Linked DNA regions of Mus musculus: region 2 is linked to region 1. Evidence: chromatin contacts called from public Hi-C data. All regions are on one chromosome and are shown on one strand. Each heading gives the region's core, a stretch centred on a gene start, on an enhancer-like site or on the middle of the called end of the contact. The rest is flanking DNA. Distances are from core to core; before and after follow the strand shown.

Region 1 (7,530 bases), core at 723-3,222:
TATATATATATATATATATATATAAAGGTGAAAAAATTCCTTTGCATGGGAGTCAAATTTCTGAAGGTGTCTATGTGTTGCTGTTACATTGAACACCTCACGGCTACTTTTTACTGGTTAAAGGGGATTAGCTTTAATCATCTTCTGCTGAGAGAAGCGTGGGACCGTTTCTTAGGCAAGTCCAAATTTCTCTAAGACTTACAAACAAAGCTGGGGGGCGTAACTTAGTGGGTGAGCACTTTCCTGGCCTTGCATGAGGCCATCAGTTGAAATCTAGCTTGGGGGAGGGGATCATTTGAAACTAGAAGGTAACATTCTGTCTAAGCATGCATCAAGATGGCTGTGCCTCAAGGAGGAGGGTAGTCATTGGGGGAGGGTGTCTTCTACAAAATGTTCGGTTTGGTGCTCTCGGCATTTCAGTTTGGGTGTTTTTACACAATTGGGTGGAGATGGAGGAAGAAAGGAGGCAATACACTTCTTAGAATCAGTTATAGTCTCATCGAAAGGCAGGCTCACTCAGAGCATGGTCCAAGAACCAGAATCCTGGGGATCTAAACCCTACCAGACTCTTGGGGATCTAATGCTGAAAGTGCAGGGCCTCAGGCCCCAGCCCAGAGCTGCAGGGAAATGACCGCAAGAAAGGACAGGTGACTGCCAGACAGACAGCACCGGTGACCACCCGCACTGCTGGAGTCTGAGAAGAGTGACAGAGCAACCGGTCTCTGCCTCAGCTGCACTTGGGACTTTTTGAAGTTTTGAAAAGTCCCAGGGTGCAGTTCAAGGCCAGACGTTAGATCTGTTTAGCTGGAGCTGGAGCATCGAGGTTCTTGACGGTTTTGCAGATGGTTAGAGTATTTTGGTAAGGCTGAGAGCTGCAGGCTTAGTGCGCTGGCACTTCCAGCTTCTTTGTGCTTCTGGCTGGCACTCAGAAGCCTATGGAGTCCTGGTTAGACTTGAAGCCAATTCCTTATAACAGGTACAGGGTATTTGACAGTGTGCTGAGAAGGAAGCGCTCTGCACTGTGTAGTGGACATTTCCTTCCAAATGTATGTATGTATGCGTTTATATCCCTTTTATGTTGTGCCTTAAATATTTACCATGCACTGTGCAAGACAATCATATCCATTATATCTAAGCATCCCACATGTTCTACTAAGCTGTTTTATCCCTAGGGCCCCACAGCTTGTTACTGGGCATTCTTTTTGGAACTTTATTTGGAAGCTGGAACTGAGAAAAGTTAACGCTGTACTCTCAAGGCAGCCCATCGGAAGGACAGGGTTGCCAGGATGTCGGTCTCATCCTCAGTGCTGGCAATGTGGGCTTGCTCAGCAGGAGTTGACGATCCTTTAACCAGTAACCTTCTGTTACTGAGTTGTTTGATGTAACAGAAGCATGTCTGTTGTCTCCAAAACTAAAGCATCTCCCTGACCTAGCTCGTCTGTGCATGGTAATTGTCCCCGAGAAGAATGCCCAGTAGCCAGCTTTCCTGTCCTTACTTAGCCCACTTCAGAACGGCATCCCCTTTGCCAGCACCGATGCTTCCTTTTGAACAAGTATCACAAGGTGAGCCACAGTGTATGCTTCTGGTACTGTGGTGTGGTGCTTTGCAGTTTAAGACTGCCACCTAGTCCTCAGGTCAACGAGAAGAGGCTGTCTACGGCTCATAAAAACGATGATGAGGGATGAGAATATCAGCCTCCAGACATAGTGGGCAGAACACAAATGCCCAAGCCACTAAAAGAGATACCTTGAAGGCTCTGACAGGTGCCCAATTAACACACACACATCTTGTTCCAAGAACAACAAGCCCGTTCATTCGGCCCTCATGGTAACTCTACACGGACCGTCTTACTGATTTCATTTTACAAATGGGGAAGCTGAGGCTGCTTAAGCTACCTGCAGAAGTTTACTGTTAGTAATTTGTGAACTAAGGATTCTGGGGCCTCAGCCAAATCTAGCCCGACACTGCCACCTATAGGTAAGATGAGGTATCACTGTTTACTAAACCTAACAGGGATACAGACCATTCAAAAGTCAAAGTCCTGACTGGAACCAGATTCTCTGCATTCCCCTCCACGTCACAACACCCGTTTTTCATTTAAGGAAATACCTGTGATTAGTGACCGTGGAGTCGGAGAGTTCTGACCTGTTCTTGTCTCAGGAGGTCAGCGGGCACATTCTCATGTTTTCCCAATAAGTCTTGTCAATTTACTCTGCTCAACCTGAGTCAAGATTTGTGAATATGATTGGAGATTCTAAAGGAGGATACTTTCTAGCTTGGGTGTGCATGAGGAAGCATGTAAGCCAGATGGCCGCAAGGGAAGCATCTTGCGACTGTGATGTCATAGCTAGGGATGAGGACAAGGCCAGAATGAAGGTCTTGCTCAAACTTGTCTGATGTTGAGTCTTCCTTTGGTTTTCGGCTTAGGTACCCCCAAGCCTCCTTTGTTGCTGAATTCCCATTGGGTTTTAAGAAACCAAACTTTCTTAGCCTTTGTGTCTGTTCCACTGTACTGTAAGTCACTTCAGGTGAAGAATTTGTTTTTCAAGCTACGGTGAGTGAAGGTCTCACTGCGGAGCTCTTCCTGCAGAGGAAGAGGCAGAGTTGTCTCTAGGTGAGCACAGTGTTCAGATAACTCTTCCACAGAGCATCCAGATGTCACCATCGGGAGAGGGTAGGTGAGGAAAGATGCTGGTGCTGAGTCAGCCCGGGACCTCTCACCCATTTGCATAACTGCATGAAATCCAGTTTATGTCAAATTCAAGGAAAAACCAGCTTTGTTTCCTGCATGTTTGGTGGAAATGCAGTCATGGCTGGTACTAAGAACAGGAAATCGCATTGAGAAATAAAACATGAGCAAACCGATTGTTCTTACTTTGTGCGAAACCATTCCTCCCATGACTCTTCACAAGAATTCAGGAAATTAGCCGGGCACAGTTGGTACATGCATGCCTGCAATCCCTGTACTTGTGAGCATAAGAATTTGACACCAGCCTAAGCTAGATGGGAAAGCCTGCATTTGTAAGATATAAGATATAAGATAAGATATAAAGACTCAGGAAATCCTGTGTAGTGTGACTCAGTCTTCCATGCTGGCCTTGCTTACCAAGGATGGCAGAATTTGGCTCCCTAGATGTTGGAGTGACACATCCCCCAGAGATAACTATCGTAAGGACCCCCTTTAGGCATGTTTCCTTTTGTGTCCACCAATCCTTCTGCTCACTCCAAGATGCTGGGCTCAAGTCTTCTCACTAGTAGGAAGCCTACAAGTATCAAGTGTCCTTCCATGGGACAGAAAGATGGCTCTGTGGATAAACCCTTTGCCCCACAAATGTGTGGACTGGAGTGCAGGTGCACGTCTTCAGCACCAAGGCAAGTGTAGGTTTCATGTGGTGGCATGCCTGTACTCCAAGGAGACAGAGACATTCCATCTTCTAGCTAGACAAACAAGCAAAATCGGTCTGCTCTGGGTTTAGGAAGAGACCCCATCCCAAGATATAAAGTGAAGAGCAACTGATGGAGACATCTGACGTCACCCTCTGGCTTTTACATGCATGTACATACACCACATGTGAGTTCACATTCCTGCAAGCACATGCCGGAGCATGCACAGCTCAGCTCAGCAGATAAAGGTGGCTGCCACAGAGCCTGATGACCTGAGTTGGAGCTCTGGGACCCATATGGTGAAAGGAGAGAGCTGGCTGGCTCTTCCGAGTTGTTCTTAGACCTCTACAGGTACAGCACATGAGCACACCCCTTCACAGCACACACACAAATATTTAAAAGAAAATATAAGTATTATAGACAAACAGAAACTGGATTATCATATACTTCATGAACAATTCTATTATAATATCACTTATCATGAGAACGAATTTACATATTTGAATATGTATTAGCTATATATTTAGGGAAGAGGAAGGTTGCCAAGTACTTACCAAAACTCTTGCTACCGTGTTTACTGTCTGAAGTATATTGGAAATTAAGAACAGATTTTGTTTAACTTAATAAAGTTAACCTGGAAGAAATAGATTATTTTAAACGACAATTTCCCTTGGTACTTATTTGAGGGAAAAAATTGTTTTGTTCTCCAATTAGTTTATTTGTATCAAGTTGAAATCAATAGTAGACTTGCAGTCAAGGATCTCTGAAGGATCATACCTGAGATTGGATACATAGTGTGCATAAAGAGCAATTAAGAGCATCCCGGGGGAGGGGCCGGTTGTTGAAGCTGGAGTGCTCAGGAGGAGCACGGGAGAGGGACGGGGGGGGGGGGGGGGGGGGGGTAGAGGAAGCTAAGAAAGCAGGATTGCTCCGGATTGGATGTTGTCAGGACGGTGCACTGGTGTTCACAGATCTCTCAATTCTTATCTGAACCAAGGAAGATGAAAGTTTAATGAAACATGTCATCAGAGTCACGGATGAGCAGCCACACTGCCTAATCAGGATGGAGGTGGGCTGTTCATCTCTGTAGCTGAGCACGCACACTTCGCGGGTTCAGACTCGGCTGCGGGTCCTTCCTTGGTCATGATCCATCCTGGTTCTGTCTGATACGAGTGTTTTATGAAACTGTCTGTTTCAGAAGAGAACATGAGCAGCAGCTATCTCTTTCTCAAAATCACATCTTTAAGTGTCCAAACACAGAAAGCAAATGTATTCACTAGGCAAAGATAAGGTCCCCAAAGCCTTAATAGGTATTTAGAAATTAAGGAGTAAGTAAGGAATTGATTTTTACCAAGTCAACAGAGGTTTTCGGTATGCAAGTTGATAAAGTTTCCCAATTTCTTCATTTAAATTTGGATAAAATTTTAGAGGTTTTAAAAATAAGATAACCATTTTTCCCTGCTTTTTAAAAAGCTTACAAATATCTTTCCGGCATATTGGTAGATACCTGTGATCTCAGCACTCAGAAAGCAGAGGCTAAGAAGATTCCTGTAAGTTCAGAGCCAGCCGAAGCTACATAAGGAGACTCTGTCTTAACAAACTAACAATACATTCCCTAATTTTTTTTTCATATATGGAATCAGAAATGTTCACAGAGTTTGGGTACGTGGGTGCATGCGTTCTGGATTATGCCTCAGCCAATCCGCATGGCCCTTTCTAAAAGCGAGCACAGAGGCTGAGCAAAGCGCCTACGCCCGCGCTCCCACGGCATGTAAGATGTGGAGCAGCTGCAATTCCGAGTCGTCCTTGGACATACAGGCAACACGAGGAGCTTGAGGCCAGCCTGAGCTACACGAGATCTTCCTATCTCAAAACAAAACAAAGCATAAGGTCAATTAAATCACTGCTCAGACAATAGCTGGCAGGTCTGGAAGCCGAGTGCCAGAGGTTGGTACTGCTGTACCAGCTGTGCATTGAATGTGACTCTGGCGGCCCAACTCCCAGGGTGCACTGCTCTCTGCTCACATCCCTGCTAAGGTCCGCCTCACTCAGGGAGAGTGGCCCTCACCAGGTTCTAGGACTCTTCCTCCCCAGAGGAAACTTAGGACAGAAGAATAAATAAGAAGAACCCCACCACCACCACAGAAGCTCAAAGGATGGCAGTCAGTATCTCTGTCCTTCGGTGGCATCTGCGGATGTCCCTTCTCTGTGGCTGGCACCTCTGATTCTCTAAGAGGCTTTTCTGGTATTGTGAACCAAAAGGCTGGGCCATAATTTCTGCAGCTGTCTATTCACCCAAACCAGGCAACAGAGCACCAAGAGGCACCAAAATGCATCGTATGAGTTGGGTCTTCTGGCATGGAATCCCAAGTAACATTATGTCCAGCCCAAAGATACACTGGGCATGAGGGAATCTGCACATGGCCGTGAAACCTATCCAGGAGTCACCAGCCTGATAGATATTAGAAAACCCCACTACCACTTAGAGGTAATACTGAGAATTCAGAGCCATTATCAGGTATATAGACACCTTGAAACCTGGCCCTTCATATGAAGCAGTGCCCACATCCAGATGAGTGCACAAATTCAACAGACAAAGGATGATGCATTAATGAGCCTGGTTAAAACTGGCCTGAAGGACACATGTGAAATTGGTGCTTTCTCTCCCACCAACTCTGGACTCTTCATGGTTAGAAATTAGTTCTAGGAGCTGGAAAGATGGTTCAGCAGTTAAGAGCACTGACTGTTCTTCCAGAGGTCCTGAGTTCAATTCCCAGCAACCACCTGGTGGCTCACAATCATCTGTAATGGGATCCGATGCCCCCTTCTGGTGTGTCTGAAAAGAATGAAGGTGTATTTGCATACATAAAATAAGTTAATAATCTCCCCATGGCCCAGCCAGCAAGAACAAGTCACCGTCATGAGCCAGACCATCTGACGTCAGAGGAAGCAGAGATACAGGGTGTTCAGTAGGGAATGTGTGTGTTGGCACAGCTGGACTAAATCCATACAATTCAATCCCGACCCGTGGAGCACTCGTGTCTTGACACACCCAACGTGCCTAATAGTTCTTGCTCGAGTGACTTAGAGTGTAGTCACTGACAAAGCAGATCAATGTGACAATCATGGACATCAGTTTAGGTTATAGTACCCCAGGAGGCAGAGGAGACTCTTGAAAAAGTCATGATTGTATATAAATTGCTCAATCCATTTGAGAGGGAATTCTTCTTTGACGAGACTGGGAATGAGCGCTCTCACCAGATCAGTAGTTCCATATGGGTGAATTAAGGTCAGGCTTATTCGCTCTAGCAAGCGCAGTGATTATAATGGGCAAAATTATCCCCTGGTTGCATTTGTAAAATGCAACCATCCGCCAGTCTCATTTGCTTGCTTCAGGAGCCAAGCCATGAAATATAAGCAGTACCATTTTCTTGATCTATGAGACTGGTGCTAATTGTCACTGCCTATCCGTCAGGATACTGTGTGCTTCTGTACAGTGATTGAGCCTAGATAGGTAGCTGGCGAGGATGGTGTATATGCATCCACTGATAGCCTCCACTAGCACAGCTGTTACTCCATGCCAGAAAATGCATCTGCGACAGCCCTCAAGTACACGTATTCCAGTTATAAATCTGGAAACAAAGAAATGACTTCCAGGAGGGTCAGTCCGTGGGTTCACCAAACCAGGAAAAGTACTAAGACTTCCCATGGGATGCGCTCATCTGGCAAGGATCTCGGTCCCCCACTGGTGTGTTCTCAGCATTCCCGACTCCCTTTATAAACGTCAGAGAAGCTGAAGGGTAATTCACACATGACAAAAATCATCAAAACTGTGAGTGCCATTTGACAATATTTGACAAATAGTCACTAGAAATGCAGTTTGTGCCATTCATTCCCAGAGTTCTCTGGTGCTCCAGTCGACCCGTCCCCCTCCCCATCCTGAGCCTCTAGGAAGCATTTTTCTAATTCCCGTTGCTCCAGTTTTATGAATATAAGGATTCTTTGTGATTGAAATCTCGAATCATCAGTTGTCCCCGGTCTGGCTCCTTGAGCACAGAGTGACATTTTTGAAATGCATTCATGTTGACGCGTGAATGAATCGTCTCATAGAGCTCCTCGGTGTTCCGCCAGACCACACAGCTTAC
Region 2 (7,747 bases), core at 4,904-7,403, 200 kb before region 1:
ACAAGCAAAAGCTCCAAATATGAAATCTATAGACTTCTCTTTCCAGCAAGTGGAACAAGTTTGACTTTTGAAAATAGCTTTAAAAGCTATTACATTTGATGATATTTAAAACTTTTTTGACTCTATCTGTAAACTTTAAAAAGCATACAGGCTCAGGTTCTGGATAAATGAAAATTGGATTAGAAAACTAGGAAAGTAAGTAACAAATATTTAGCATCAATTTTTGCCCCATCTTCGATATTGCAGTAAGGGTAAAGAAAAGGATGTTGCCCTATAAAGGGAGTCTGATGTGAAAGTAACATGTGGAAAGTTTGCAACAGTGAAAGTGAAAACACAAGGGGCCCTTAATATGTGTGATACAATATTTGCAGTGACTATAAACAAAATTCCCTGCTTTGAACATAAATACATGAAGAAGCTAAAAAATATTTATCCGAGATATTTTATTTACATGTTAGACAGCATGTAAGTTTGTAGCTTGATTTCATAGGCACTGTGACTCAAGTCAACAGTAAAAACCCTTCAACCCTGAGATGTGAGCTCTGTCTTGGGAGAAATACACTTCTTTTCCATATAAACTTCCTGTTCATTATAAATATTGTAAGATATACAGTAGCACAAGATTAAAACCTTAGGTATGGTGGTATGTGAGAAAAATGTCACAAATCTATGCCATTATTTCTACACTATTAAGTTTATGCATAATGGTGTTGTCCTTAAAGTTTTCTTTCAAGTTCTTCATGTTTTTCTCTTATTTAGTGATTTACAGCCTTAAAGCCAGACTCTGCTAACAAAATGAAATTTAAAGCTTTAAATTTTACTAAGTAGCAGACATAATACTGTCATGTAATTTTTGTACATTCATACAAACACAGAACAACTCATTTATATCTTCCTATGGAATATTTTGAGCCTCAGAGTCGATTGGCTATCTGTGTGGATGCAGGAATATGTACTACAACATGTTAACTTGGTTGCATCCTCTATAAGTGAACATCTGATGCAGCTTATGCCACAGATGCACTCTGAGTGTAGAATGATATAAAGTATATATGTAACAGGTAGATAGTTTGTTGCTGTGGTTGGGAAGAGCAAAAGGCAAATGTGAAACTGACTATTCTGTGACTTTGTAGTAAATATAATCACTCTTTATTAGTAGAAGTCAGCTCTTGTCTTCAGATACACTTTCACAAAGCAACATGCTCTATGAAAGAAAACCAAGGTTCAGACCCTAGGATCCAGTGTAAGGAATATCCTAGTCTGTCACAAGGTGGCCCCAAATCCATATTATTCAGGACTCTGCAAGAAGGGATTGCAACAAAACCCTTCTTTAATAATTGAGTATGTAGGTATCCCACTTAATTGTACAGCTGCCTAGAAGATAGAAAGACAGGCCTTGTGTGTTTAAAATGAGCAAGAAAGCAGTTACATGTATCTAGATATATCTCTTCAAGGCTCTTCTCAGTAGACCATACATAAACTATCCAAGTGACATTCAGTGCTTCTCTTATTGCATGACCTGGAAACACACTGTAGAAAATCTGTAATCTTTAATTTCTTACCTTGTGTATAGTAATGATTGTTTAGTTTTCCACTTCACCCAAAACCTTACACAAAAACAGTTTCAAAACCTGACTTCTTCCATATTCTCTTCTACCTTCAATATCAGGCAAAACTGTAGGTTATAAGTCTTGTAAGGTCATGTCTGGAAAACCCCAAATTAAGTTTTTTTTCTAAAAGCATTATTAATTTGTTGTTTCTCTCCCTCTCCTTTAGATTCTTTGTACTTTTAAGAGGGAGCCTGAAAATGTTTTTGTCCAGACCCCCCAAAAAACAAATTTCTTCTTGACTATTAATGTAATGCTACATGAAATGTCTTTGAATTGACTGCAACTGATAGGCAACATTTGATAAATGGCAGAAAGATTAATATAGAAGGTATGACATTCTGGCTTTACTTAATGTTTGTATAGCTTGAATAAGTCACTTCAAGATAACAATCATGTGTGTGTGTGTGTGTGTGTGTGTGTGTGTGTGTGTGTGAGGGAGAGAGACAGAAGCAGAGAGACAGAGATAAACAGAGAGAGAGGACTAAATGAGATAGCATGAGTACTGTATCTGGCACATAATAGCATCTTCATGTTACATTTTTGTTAAAATCCTGTTTTCATTCATAGTACAATAGAGTAATTTTCACTGGAAAGATCCAAACAAAGTATTGTTGATGTTTCTCTGTTTAGTGAGTTAGCATTAAAATACTTCTTAAAATAGCATTGCACCCTACAGAGCTGACTATAGGCTTGCTTACTCATGGGGAGGAAGAGGTGGTCAAAAGAGACTGCTCAACTGTGGAGCAGTACAGGTTGGAATGTGACGGAACCATATGTATGTATTTTTCAGCAAAGATTTACAGAATTGTTGGTTAGAGCCCAAGGATCTGGGCTTCTAGACCAGTGGTAGGCTTGGCTCACCAGGCAAAGTAGTCTGGGTTCAATGCCAGCACAAAAAACAAAGTGAAATGAATTAGGAAAGTGAGAGGCTTAATCTGACTGTGCAGGAAACAAAAGCAGATAAGAGATGAATTGTTGAAATTATTCATCTTCAGTTGTCTTCGCAGCTTTGGTCTGGTAAACAGGAAGGTAAGTATAAACTGTCTAATTGTGAGTCTGAATCCCAGAATCCACATAAAGCTGGATACATTACTCTTACACGCGTTCTTACACAGAATCTTCTGCGGCAAAACTTTATTGCTTACATCTTCAGGAGCAAGAGTGCAAGAGAGCAAGAGCTCTATTGCTTACATCTTTAGGAGCCAGAGCGCAAGAGCGCAAGAGCCAGAGCAAGAGAGAGAATGGCGAAACCCCGTCCCTTTTAAGGAGAATTATCCTCTGCCTAGGACGTGTCGCTCCCTGATTGGCTGCAGCCCATCGGCCGAGTTGTCGTCACGGGGAAGGCAGAGCACATGGAGTGGAGAACTACCCTTGGCACATGCGCAGATTATTTGTTTACCACGTAGAACACAGGATGTCAGCGCCATCTTGTAACGGCGAATGTGAGGGTGGCTCCCCACACATTACACCTATGCAAAGATGAGAGGCAGAGACAAGAGCATCCCTAGAAACTCATAGGCCAGCTGCTCTGCCATATTCCGCTGCAAAGAACAGAGAACTTGTCGCACACTAGGTGGAAAGTGAAGACTAACAGTAAAGTTTACTAACAGTAAAGTCCTCTGAAATCCATGTGTGCTTCGGCATACATGTGCCTGCACTCATACAAATGAATACATACATACCACACACATAACCCAATAGGTCATGTATGCACACATATCATACATACATATATACATACATATATACACAATCTATCCTCATATACAAATAAAATCCATGCCTACCTGTGGAGAATACTAAACATTTTCTCTTGTTCTGAATTTCCTGATGAATTGTATAATTATAAAAGATGAATGTAGGAACATATTTTTTTATATAAATTAATTATGTATGATCTTATTTCAGGCATGCCTGAAGTGGCTAAGATGAACTGAAAGAGCGAAATTTCGTTCTTTTTATGCTGACCTCAACAGCTTCTTGTAAAACTGACAATTGTGGAACTATTGTTTTCTCCCCTCCTACCTTTACTCTCGACCTTTTTAAATTTCCTCTTTTCTCCATAATTCTGGAGCCTAGAACTTTGTCCCTGTTCTCTGGAAGTCCTGCGGCTACTACCTCCCTTTTCTAGTGAAGACTGCCCATTATCTAACTCACATCTCCTTTCTACCACACCCCATCGATGTGCACAACATACGGCACTGACCTGGTTGACCTCCTCGATTGTAAAATACAAATGAATGAGCTAAAGCTTTGTCAAGCTACCTTAAGCGTAATTTGAACAAGTAAATTCTCTAATAGAAAAATAAGTGGGATTGTAACCTTATCGAGACGATTTCTTTTGCTTATTTTTTAATTTTGCTTATCAGTTTTCTACATGTACTCAAAATATTTTGATCATGCCCACCCACCCACTGTCCTCACTTAGCTTCTCCCAGACTCCTTGCCACATTCCCTGTCCCCACCCAACTTCATCTCCTTTCTACAAAATAACTCACTGAGTTCAGTTAGTGTTGGCCTGTGTGCATGGGTATGGTGGTGCCATCTACTAGAGCATGAGCAACCCAGAAGAGACCACATCCCTGAAGAAAATGGCTCTTCCTCTCCTGTGGGGCCAGAAAGCCATGTGCCTGGGGAGCCAGTCTGGAGCAGGAGTGATGTCCAAATCCTAAAAAATCTCATCCTAAAACTAGCAGGAGTACCACTGTTTTCCTATTTGCTCCACATGTCCCAGTGTCAGTTCAACCTTCTGATCCCCACCTCTCCACCCTTGAGGTCGTCATGTAGCCTGGTGGCCAAATTACAGGAAAAACTTCTTCTTTCTCCATAAGGATATGTTCAGCAAGCATCTGGACTTCATCTTTATGAAAATGAAGCCTTGCCAGCCCCTTAACACTAGCCAGTGATGCACACTTACCCCAAAGCCCCCTACATACTCCCCAAGATCTATATAGCCCTTGTTACCCCCTGAGCTGTTTAACTGAAAACCATCTCAGAGAAGGCTATATCTCCTCCATCCACACCACTGAGGCTCTGTGTAACCTATCTACCTTTCTGAGCTTTGTTCTGTGCAGTCCAGGGAGGGGGGGGCACAATGGTGCCTGGATACCCAGAGAGCAGAAGCAGACCTGGCTGGCACTACCCCCAGCAACTATAAACTGCCATTAACATCTCAGCCAGGAGCTCATTTCAGGTGAGGCCCTTCTCCATCCATGCTGGACTGTTGTCTGGCTTGATCTTCTGCAGGTCTTGTGCAGGGAAGCACAGCTGTTGTGAGTTCACAAATACAATGGCTTTGTCTCTACATCACTATCCTGCAACAGTCCTCCCAGACTTCTGGCTGTTACAATGTTTCCTGAGTCTTGTGGGGAATGGGGTGACATAGGTGCTCATGGCTTGGCCCTCCACAATCATTTTTTCTCTGAACATTGACTAGTTGTGAGTCTCTGTGTTACCATAAGAAGCTCCTAATGGATGCTGAGAGCTTCACTAGTCTATGTATGTAGAGAAACATATTAAGAAGGGAATTTGATGTTAGGTCCATTTAGCAATACAGCATAGACTCTTGGCCAGGTTTACAGTGCCAGATATAAGTTCTCTCCTTTAAGGCACAGTCGGTAAAGGTTATCAGAAAGCTGACAGTTGCCCTTACAAGTACAAGCCATTACTTCACCAATTGGCATATTTTTCCAGGTCAGTCACACTGTAGCTGGTAGGAATCATAGATAAACAAGAATCTTGCTGGCCTCTCCCCCTGACCCCAACAGCCTGTGTATCACCTTCCAGCACTGAGAAAGCTAGCTAGAAAGGCAGATGCTTTTAGGTCAGTATTGGCTTGATGGTTTCTTGTTTTTTGTTTTTTGTTTTTTGTTTTTTTTTTTCATTTTCTGTGACCAGTGTGTGTCATGTACAGACTACTTCTAGGCAATATCATAAAACCACAAATCTGGAACACTGTGTAGTACAAAACTGCAGTCATATACAAGCATGCCTTCCCATGCAATAAAGCAAATGCAAGAAATAAGCTCTGAAGCTAACGGCAGCCTCTGCTCCCACCCACCTCTTCCCAATCTGAAGTTTCGCATGCAGCTTTAATGGGAGATTTATGATATTGTATTGTGTATACAATTACATTCCATTGTACATTTCCTGTGAATTCATACTTTCAATGGAAGAAATTCACCCTTATTTTCAAAAGCAGGTGACTCATGATACATTTCACTTATTAAATAAAGGTGCAAAATTGTTCTCTCTCTATAGTTAAGCATATCCCAACCACATCAAACCCCAACTAACAATCATACTTAGATTTTTAAACACAAGAAAGTATGGTGGGCTTAGGCCCATTCCTGATGACCTTAAAGGCTCTCAGTGATATTAAAGTTGATCCCTTTAATCTGGGATACAGAAAAAAAGTGCTGTCTGGCTCCATTGCAGATTGAGAAATTGGAAAAGGAAGGACAAGGGATTGCTCAATCCAATGAGCAGAACTGTAAAAAGGAATCAAAGATCTCTGATTCATTGTCTGGTCTTTTCTAGAGGTAGACCGCACTGCAGTGTTTAACTCACAGTCGGATGCTGTAAACACAACTAACCACAGGACATGCAGCGATTTGAGGAAGCATAAATATAAAGTGCATCCTCTCGAGCAAGTGCTAAGCATGTCCCAGACTTGTGGTGGCCTCTTAACATTGTTATAACATGTGCATTAGGAAAGGGCCACCGGGAACAGCACTGATACCATCTTGAAGGTAAACGAAAACTGATGTTTTGGGGTAACTGGCTATTTCCAAAGAGAGAAGAAAACAAAGAACTAAAGAAACGCAAAGCAAATTAAAATAAAAGGAGAAAACAAGTCTCTAAAGACGTAAGATACTTTTTGATAAAGCCTGTCATTACAGTTTTTATTCTGCGAAGTCAGAACCCTGTCAAGGACTTGGGTCCTTGTAGCTGATTGTTGGGGGCATCCAGAGCATTAATGTGAGGCATGGGAGAGGTCAAACAATGAGAACTATTAGTATGATACGTAATTAGTGTTAGTCAGTGACGTGCGTGTGTCTTAAGAATGGCCATAATGGGTAACATCATTTCCATGCCCTTGGGATTACTAAGGGTCACACCATGCCTCCAAATCTCATGCAGGGTCTGGGGCCATCCATCCTTTTGCCAAGTTTATGAGGTTTCAAGGGGTATTAACTTTCATCCTTTCCTGTATATCTTGCACACGAGTTAAGTAGACCTTAGTGCCTTGGGGAGATTGACACAGAGTGTAGAAACATGCTTATTGTTTGATGGGCAAGAACCCATGTGGCATGAACCTGAGGTTGGCTACAGCTCTTCATTATAGCTATGATGGAGATTAAGCATAAATTGGGGTGTGGAACCAAAAAAAATAGCAGTAAGTGAGTAATCACAGTTCCCACTCGCCTTCACTGGGTATCTAATCTAACCTGCATTTGCTTGACCACTGAATCTACTGAAACAAGCTATTGCTACTACTGATGAACCCCTGAACCTCCATCAATACTGTGTCTCTCTGTCCTTAGTACCTATGCTATAGTTTCATTATCTTGGGTTAGAAGTTGAGCTGATTTAATTTGCTCAACTAGCAGAACATTTTAGACTTTCAACTTTGCATCATTTGAGCATCGAGCTACCTTGCACCTGTCTGCACAGAGTAACTGAAAAGTGTCCACTTGCTATTTTCAAAAAATAGTACAGCAGCATTTGAAGACCCAGAAAGCTCCAGTGTTCCATCATGTGCAATGTCAGTTAGGGTCTAAGATGTTAGCTTGTAGAGTGACTCCTTTATTTTTATGCTGGTCTAGCAGCACTAGGGGGTGGGGATCAAGGTCACCAGCAGCAGTTGTTGCTTTATGGACAGTAGAATACTTCTTCTGTGCCCTAGTGCTAGTGCTTATGTTCTTCTGACTAGAACCAGGACATCTGAATAGCCGTCACTGGGCAATACGAGTTCTGTAAGCACAAAGCCGGCACCTATCCTTATCATATTCCCACATGCCTAAACCAATCCTACCTCTATTGTAGCAGACATTGACTGAGTATGCATGTCACATCCTGCATGACGGTGTTCAAATCTTGGGGTGTCTTATCTGAGTCATTTTATTTCGATAGAA

Evidence for each region. A called contact is a pair of places that touch in the nucleus more often than the background predicts.
Region 2: a contact with region 1 is called in a Hi-C map of bone marrow-derived macrophages, with 27 read pairs. The contact joins two enhancer-like sites. A contact is called at or near these places in 1 of 15 datasets of contacts at CTCF or cohesin (liver), 49 of 484 Hi-C or Micro-C datasets (the AML12 cell line, the C2C12 cell line, the F1.1 cell line and 26 more) and 6 of 115 datasets of contacts at active chromatin or transcription factors (the NIH/3T3 cell line, embryonic fibroblasts, hepatocytes and 3 more).

What each region holds. Positions count from the first base shown.
Region 1 is chr5:90,656,058-90,663,587 of GRCm38.p6, reverse strand. No RefSeq gene overlaps it. Among named protein-coding and RNA genes, the nearest start is that of Rassf6, 19 kb to the right of the region's middle. Within about 2 kb of position 1,972, at least 24 of the 459 cell types and tissues checked have an H3K27ac peak or open chromatin away from gene starts, as enhancers often do. A contact at or near this core is called in bone marrow-derived macrophages, where this site is marked.
Region 2 is chr5:90,860,502-90,868,248 of GRCm38.p6, reverse strand. No RefSeq gene overlaps it. Among named protein-coding and RNA genes, the nearest start is that of Cxcl1, 27 kb to the left of the region's middle. Within about 2 kb of position 6,153, at least 8 of the 459 cell types and tissues checked have an H3K27ac peak or open chromatin away from gene starts, as enhancers often do. A contact at or near this core is called in bone marrow-derived macrophages, where this site is marked.